2 separate regions of the Mus musculus genome follow, and region 2 is linked to region 1. Evidence: chromatin contacts called from public Hi-C data. All regions are on one chromosome and are shown on one strand. Each heading gives the region's core, a stretch centred on a gene start, on an enhancer-like site or on the middle of the called end of the contact. The rest is flanking DNA. Distances are from core to core; before and after follow the strand shown.

What was found. Hi-C and Micro-C count contacts between places; a contact is called where the count stands out from the background.
Region 2: a Hi-C map of the G1E-ER4 cell line shows a contact between it and region 1, with 1.7 times the contacts expected there. The contact joins two enhancer-like sites. A contact is called at or near these places in 1 of 484 Hi-C or Micro-C datasets (the G1E-ER4 cell line) and 2 of 115 datasets of contacts at active chromatin or transcription factors (microglia and vascular smooth muscle cells).

The regions. Positions count from the first base shown.
Region 1 is chr10:21,500,100-21,503,859 of GRCm38.p6, reverse strand. No RefSeq gene overlaps it. Among named protein-coding and RNA genes, the nearest start is that of Gm33892, 70 kb to the left of the region's middle. Within about 2 kb of position 1,264, at least 8 of the 459 cell types and tissues checked have an H3K27ac peak or open chromatin away from gene starts, as enhancers often do. A contact at or near this core is called in the G1E-ER4 cell line, where this site is marked.
Region 2 is chr10:21,774,691-21,778,389 of GRCm38.p6, reverse strand. No RefSeq gene overlaps it. Among named protein-coding and RNA genes, the nearest start is that of Platr6, 82 kb to the left of the region's middle. Within about 2 kb of position 1,434, at least 97 of the 459 cell types and tissues checked have an H3K27ac peak or open chromatin away from gene starts, as enhancers often do. A contact at or near this core is called in the G1E-ER4 cell line, where this site is marked.

The sequences.
Region 1 (3,760 bases), core at 15-2,514:
CAAGGATGTCTCTGTGTTTAGTAAGTTCATTCCATCATGATAAAGCCAGGTTCAAGCCTGTGTATGAGCTTGTGTGCATCAGAGTGCATATCTTTTTGGGGTCCAGAATCTATAAAGAATTCCTACACCTCCATGAGAAGATCTCAGTAGAAATATGAACAAAATATTTGAATAAGTGTTTCAGAGAGTAAAACAAACATTATTAATGCATGAAATAGTGCTCCCCACACTAGCCAGGGAATGAAGACTGACTGCCTTCTTTTAAGAGCACACACAGACCTTCTTCTCTAACTAAACTTTACAACTGGCGATGCAACAGAGTGTTAGTAAATATGTAGGAGAAACTTAGGCTTCTCCTTAATCGCTGGTGGGAGTGGGAACCAGCACACCTACCCTGCTAAGCAATTTGAGCCATCTACCAAACATGCCTGCATTCATCCACTGAAACCTGTCCTTTCTTCCCCCCGGCCGGTAAACAAGGGAAACGTATCCAGACGCTTTCTCAAATAATATGGGGAAGAAATGCACAAGGTATATATTTTACATTGATCCCAAATTGGAAGCAAACCAAATATCTCTCAACAGCAGAATGGGGGTAGTTAAGTAAAATGTTTTATTGACCATACAACAGAAAAACACCAACAAGTAATTAAAATGAACCAGCTGTACTCAACAATGTGGATGAATCGCACAGACATAATATTGTATGAAATATTTCAAATGTAAATGAGGGCATGCTAAATGCTCCCAGTTCTGTGACCAGAGAAGGTGGAAAAATCAGTCCACAGTGTGAGGATCCTGGGCAGGGCTCTTAGGTGAGGAAAGGCGGACCTCTTGATTGCTAGCTATAGCTATTGCCTTCCTGATCTAGGAAGTGGGAATATGAAATACAAATATGTTTGCATTGTAACATTTATTTTTTTCTATGATTTGTGTCTTTCTCTGCATATATACTATGCTTCAATGGATGTTTTAAGAACGTTATGTATCAAATATAGTGCAATGGGCTTACTCTTTCGTCTCAAACCCATGTATCTCTGAGAAGGGGATGTGCTTGTGTGTTTTTAAATGTATCATTACTTGTGTGCATGATGTGTATGCCCCTGGGCACATAAGCCGTGGCCTGTGCATGGAGCTCAAAGGTCAGCTCTAGTTTTATGTGAGTGGTTGGGGAGGGAAACTCAGCTTGCCCAGCTTCCATGGCGAATGCCTTTACCCACTTAGCCATCTCTCCCACCCTATGTCTTCTTCCCTTTTATTTTAGTTTCATTTCCATTTTGAGTTCTGTTTCTTCAGAATCAGCATGTCCCTGCTTCCTTACCTAGTCTTATGCATCTAATCCAACCCTAAAACTGTGTAGGAGAAAGGCTGGACCTAACAAGGGTGCATCGCCTATCTAGGGTGATATCTGCTGAGCGCCAACATCCACCTTATTGTCTTCAGACCACACTAACTCCTGCTGAGTCATTCCACAGCTAGATGTAGAGACTCTAATGTTGCTCTTTGTAACTCCCATTGCCTCCTCGGAGGCAAAGGACTCAAGGTTCCTTTCAAATAATCCATAAGCACCCATGTTTCTGTGGCTTTCGTGTTAGGCTGACCCTACTTTTGGAAGCTGGATATCTCCTTAAAGCTATGCCATGTACCCTGAATCCTTTACACAAAAGTCAGGACCCAAATGGAGTTGGGAGAGGAGAGACACAAAATGCCCAGTGACACTCTTTTCCTCAGAGAATTAAGATGGAAAGTCTCATGAAACCTTGTCTTGCCTTCTCGATACTTGAGATACCCACACCAAAAACCCAGACTGCATATTCCTTCCCTTCACGAATCTTGCTGTCTATAGAGAAAGTTGTATATTATATACATTTCCAACTCTAAACCCAGCACCCATACAGTAGTTCCTTGATAAGTTTGTTGAAGAAGCATGTTAGTCCTTTTTGGCTAGGCTGTGTACTATATTTCAGGAACTTCTGGACTGACTGACATATCTAATAAAACTAATTTCCTGTCAGTGGTCTACCAAGAAAAGCAAACAGCTGACATTCAGCAATACCGACTGATTCAGCTTTGCTCTTAGATGGGAAAGAATAATTGAAAGGTGGACCAGAGAGCATGGTGGCTCGATACAGGGATCACACTGCCGAGATTGCTCTTAAGCCTTCCTAAAGCTCTTACTTTCATTATTTTGATATTGGTAAAAGGAGTCAGACACAGTTGTCTGAAGTGGACTTTATGTATTTGAAATCCAAGTCCAGAGATGTTATGGTCCAGAGAGTCTGTCTTTATTGTTGATTAACTGTAGAGACAAATCCCATTTCGTAAGATTTCTGAGATTTTACCTTTCCAATCATGATGCCCATGCCTGTTTTTCTATATCATGTCAATAAAGATGGAACATAGAAGTTTTAGATAGTATTAGTACAGTCAACTGAAGAAGTTCAAGGCTTTATGAAAAAATTATGAAGCATAGGTGAATGAAAGGAAAGATTGGGAGAACGTGGAAATAAAGCAGGCACATGAGGAGTCCACTCCCCGCCGCTGGCTCACTTTCCTCCAAGGTTTCATGGCTATCAATGGTGGGTTCTGAAGTTCCAGCAATTGTACTAGATTCCTAGGGTGAAGGACAGAGAAGGAGGGATGCTTCAAAGATGTTTTAGCTTTTCTAAACATTTCTCAGAAATCCTTCTAGTGATTTGTACTTAGCCTCCCCTGGCTGTCTCAATTCTCCAGGGAGACCAGGACATGGAGTCCTTTAGTTGATTTCCATTGTCGCCTAGAATAAAATGAAGAGTTGGGAAGAAAAGGAAAGTGGATACTGTGCTAGCAACTTTCAGAGACATTATTGGAGTTGCATTCCAAAGAATGCCTTTTACTTAAGGATGAAGCAAATCCTGAAGCAAGTCCTTTTGGGTTCCTGGAGCCTCACATCCTCACTGCCTTGATATTCTGGCTGCCCTCCATGTTCCAAGTTTTCTTCTATTGTACAGAAAACAACAAATGCAGACTGACTTGAGACACTGGGTTTCTGCTCTGCCATGGACATTACAAAGTTTGGGAACTGGAAACAGACACAAATTTTTAAAAATAGATTTGCCTTTCCAGTATTTTCCTTTAAGGATTTTTCTTCTTAATTGTTTTTGCAATAACACCTGAAGTTAACGTCCCAACAAAAGTTCTTGTACGTAATTTGATGCTGTTGAGAACTAGAATTGTATTGTGTTGTAGTCACTCCACCCTTCCTGCAGGCCCATGTTACCCTGGGATTCCTCAATCACGGCCACCACAGCCACATACATGGGCACGCAGGGTGTGCTTTGCCCCTCCGTGTGTGTGTGTGTGTGTGTGTGTGTGTGTGTGTGTGTGTGTGTGTGTGCAGCTCTCTCTCTCTCTCTCTCTGTGCAGCTCTCTCTCTCCCTCCTTCTCCCTCTCCCTCTCCCTCTCCCTCTCCCTCTCCCTCTCCCTCTCTCTCTCTCTCTGTACATGTATACACAACTTCACAGATTCTTCTTTTAAATGTTATTAAAATGCATTTAGAACATGCAATGGAGCTTGCATTTTCAATCACTTATGTGAGCTTAACGTAATTTTAACTTTTAGGCAGAGATGGTTTAGTATTAGTTTATTTCAAGAAAACAGCTTGTTTTTATCTCTGACTATTGTCATATGTTATGTGTGGTTTTTTCCAGCATGGAAAACTAGCTCCCATTCCAAGGAACAAATTATTTCTAAGTCCCTGTGCCACACACAGGCTCCCTAC
Region 2 (3,699 bases), core at 185-2,684, 270 kb before region 1:
GAGACAGCTATATCAGGCTCCTGTCAGTAGTCTCTTGTTGGCAAGTGCCTAGTGTCTGGGTTTGGTGGTTGTTTATGGGATGGATCCCCAAGTGAGGCAGTTTCTGGATTGTTTCCTAATGAAAAGGAACTTGCTCCGAACGACCATCTATAACCAGTTCGGAGCAAATTCTTTTTCATTAGGATAACTTGGCTCACGATGCTGACCCTTAACCTCCTGGAAGAGGCAGTTTGCCTATATGCACTTGTTTGTATATATGTTAAGCCAAACAAGACTGACGCCTCCATCAGTTTGCCTCGTTTTCTACTGTGAAGTTACTCTTCTCCCCACCCCTTTCATACTGTACTTTTTGGAAGGAAGTCCAAATGTGCTGTACATTCATAAAGGAGTTTCTCTATAGCTCCGTGAGCAGGGTGTAGAACTTTACAGCACACATGCGTGTGTATGTGAGCACACACACATGTTGTAAACCTTAAAGTACACAGATTGGCTTTGGGGTTTTCTTGTTTGTTTGTTGTTTGGTTTTGATCACTGAAAGAATTTGAACATCTCAGGACAAAACCTAGGCTATGACATATTCTCTAAATGCATTACAAAATTGTATGGAATGTGGTAGGGTAAAGGTAATAACCTAAGAACCCTGGTATGTATGTAAAATACAATATGAAAGGGACAAGGGAGTACTGCGCCCTTGTCGATATAATTAGATCCCTTAGATGTGTGATTAAATATAGGTCATTATAGAAGCATATCAAAACTAAGTAATTAAATAGATGGTGGATATTTAGAGCCAGGTTTTTCCGATACTGGAGTAGAAGGTTGTAGACAGCAAAAAGGCACCAATATATTGATACTAGTGACACTAGGTTAGAATCAGAGACAACATTATGTGTTTGGCTTAAAACAGATACAAACACATGCAGCAATATTAGTGTATAAGTGCACACACTTGTAAGATGCACTTCCTTGATTTCTAATATCATTGTCCAGTAAACGGAACTGAAACTATTTAGAGAAATGGTCAATTTTAGAACTGAGGTAAGAAACAGACAGGATGATGCTGTAGCATCTCACAGGGTGTGGAAGTACTCACAGCTACTGCCCAACCCAAGAGCAATGCTCTTGCCTGATATAAAGATGCCAAGGGGACCCAGGAGGGAACTGAAAATGACTGACAGCAGGACTGAGACAACCCAAGAAAGAAAGCCGATAACACTGTATTGGTTTGTAAGCAAAAGTTAACATCCACATGCCCACACTGGCTGACATAACCGATGTGTGACCCTTCATACAGAGAATCCCACACAGGTTCTGGAAATCTATTTTTGTGCATATCATTGTCATCTCTGCATCGCAGAAAATTACACAAAACAATTGACGAGGGCCACAAGGTTAATGGCCGCCCTTCGGGTGGAGTGAGCGCACTGAGAGTCATACAAAGTTATGAGCAGAGGCAGATTCTCACCTGCTTTCCCTCTGCGTTTCCTTGGCGATGAATGTTGTCTAGCAACTGCTAATTTCCTTTCCTAGATCTGAAGAAGGAAGCTCTCTCAAGCCTCCTCAGGTGTGTGTGTCTTAACCGGGCTAGGAGCAGGGAATTAACCTCTTACACATGCCTTCAAGAAGAAGAAATGGAGACAGTTTCTTTTTTTATTTGAAACTAAAACAAGGTCTCAGTGTTTACTTGTCCATGAGCAGTACCACAAAGCTGACTGTTCAGTGTGGGGCTGCAGTGACTCAGCAGAAACCTTTAGACACACCCCGGGAAAGCACACGCAGAGAGGGGTAGCCTTATAACTAAACGTGGGCCTTTACAATAACTTCCACATTGCTCAGAAACCAGTGCCAATGTTAGCTTGATTTAAAAAGCAGCACGGGCTTGACCACAACAGCCCGAGGAAACTCTGCTCAGTCTTTTGCTTAGGAAAGTTCCAAGAACACGAAGATGTTTTAAAGACAGCAATGCATCGTCCCGCCTAGCCATTCTTTCCTTGGTGCTCTGGGACAGTGTGTCTGCATCCTGCTCTGCCTGCCTTAGTAGTTCTGGGCATTAGCCCTCCCCAGAGCGTTTCCCAGGGTAAGCATCCAACCAATACCTCTTTTTCAGGAGGCTCCATACATCCTCAAATAACAATTTTGCCTTTGAAACAGTTTTTATCCTTCTGTTGTGTGACATTTGTTAGTTGTAAACATGAGCCTGAAATTCTAGGCAATTCCCTAGAAACCCACATTATGCTTCGGTTATAAATAATGGATACAAAGTAAATCCGCCTTCACCACCCAAGCCACACAGAGCAGAAATAATTATCACACAATACCTACAGGATTGAATATATGTGACAGATGGCAACTAGATTAAATATTCCTTCTCCATATCTTTCCTTTTCTTTTTAATCAAATGCTATGTAATAACGGGTCTGAAAAAGTGTCAATGTGACAACATTTGCAATTGATTTAATGAAATTAAAGACCTCAAAATGTTAACATTTAACACTTTAATGTCTATTGCTAGCCAACATTGTATGTTGATTTCAACTTTAAAAACTAACAGAACAAGTGCAAATAAATGCAAGATTTTAAGTACTTTTGGGAGTTTAGATAGATTTCAGCACACTGTAATGGAGGCATGTCCCTTTCCAGGGTCATATAAACACCGGAAGGACAGGGTCACTGTGAGATTTTGAGCTTCATTTAACCATTTAAGGTCCTTAAGGTCGGTGCATGCTGTAATTTTGGGTGTCTGTCCTTGTCTGCACATCCATGTACCATTTATGAGACACGCCCTGCAGTTGGGACAGAGGAGGGGCTCCGTTTCTTAGCGCCTTTCCATCTCCCTCAAGGTATGCTGTCCACCCACATTGTTTTATTTACATCAGTAGGAAGACACACATGAGTCCCCTTGCACTTTTTATCTATGAATGAGGTGACTTCTGAACCCATAGTCCAACTGGCCTTCACTGAGGAGCTGTGCACCAAGTGTCCTTTGCATTCTACAGTACTGTGGGTGATGTGAACACTGGGAATCTTCAGCCTTGTGGGTCATTCTCTGTATGTGTTACCTGTTGTCATTTGGCTTTGCTTTCCTCCTATAGACACCTGTGTGGTGTTTGTCAGATGTAATAGAATCTCACCCCATCACTGCATATTCCAGAATGAAGGGAATATGTTGAGAAAAGTTTCCTTTCCTGTAATGGTTTCAACTATATGAGGTGTCTTAAAATTTGAGTGAGTAAAGCAAGGATGGATTGAAGAGGAGAGATGAGGAAAAGGGCAAAGAGTACTAGAGAACACAAGCATGCGCACATGCACACAAACACTTGCACACACATGAACACACACATGCACATGAGTGCACACCCACATATTTTGTTACAAAGAAGCATATGAATAAAAAAAATACCATAGACAACAATGATTTCCTTTCAAAATGAGCTTTGGAATCACTTTGAGATGGTTATATTATGAACTACAATCAAAAAGGTACGATGTTTCTTAGCAGGAAATGTGCCTTCTTCCCATATTGCTGAGGCTGTTGCTGGGCTCTCTGGGAAGGCACTGGGATGGAGAGGAAAGCTAACCTTCTGCCTTTGGACTCATTCAGATACTGTCTAACAAGTCATAAAATGTAAGTATCCACTGTTACAAGAATAGGACAAGTCACATTCCCAGAGTAACTGACTTAAAGCAGGTGGGAGACCT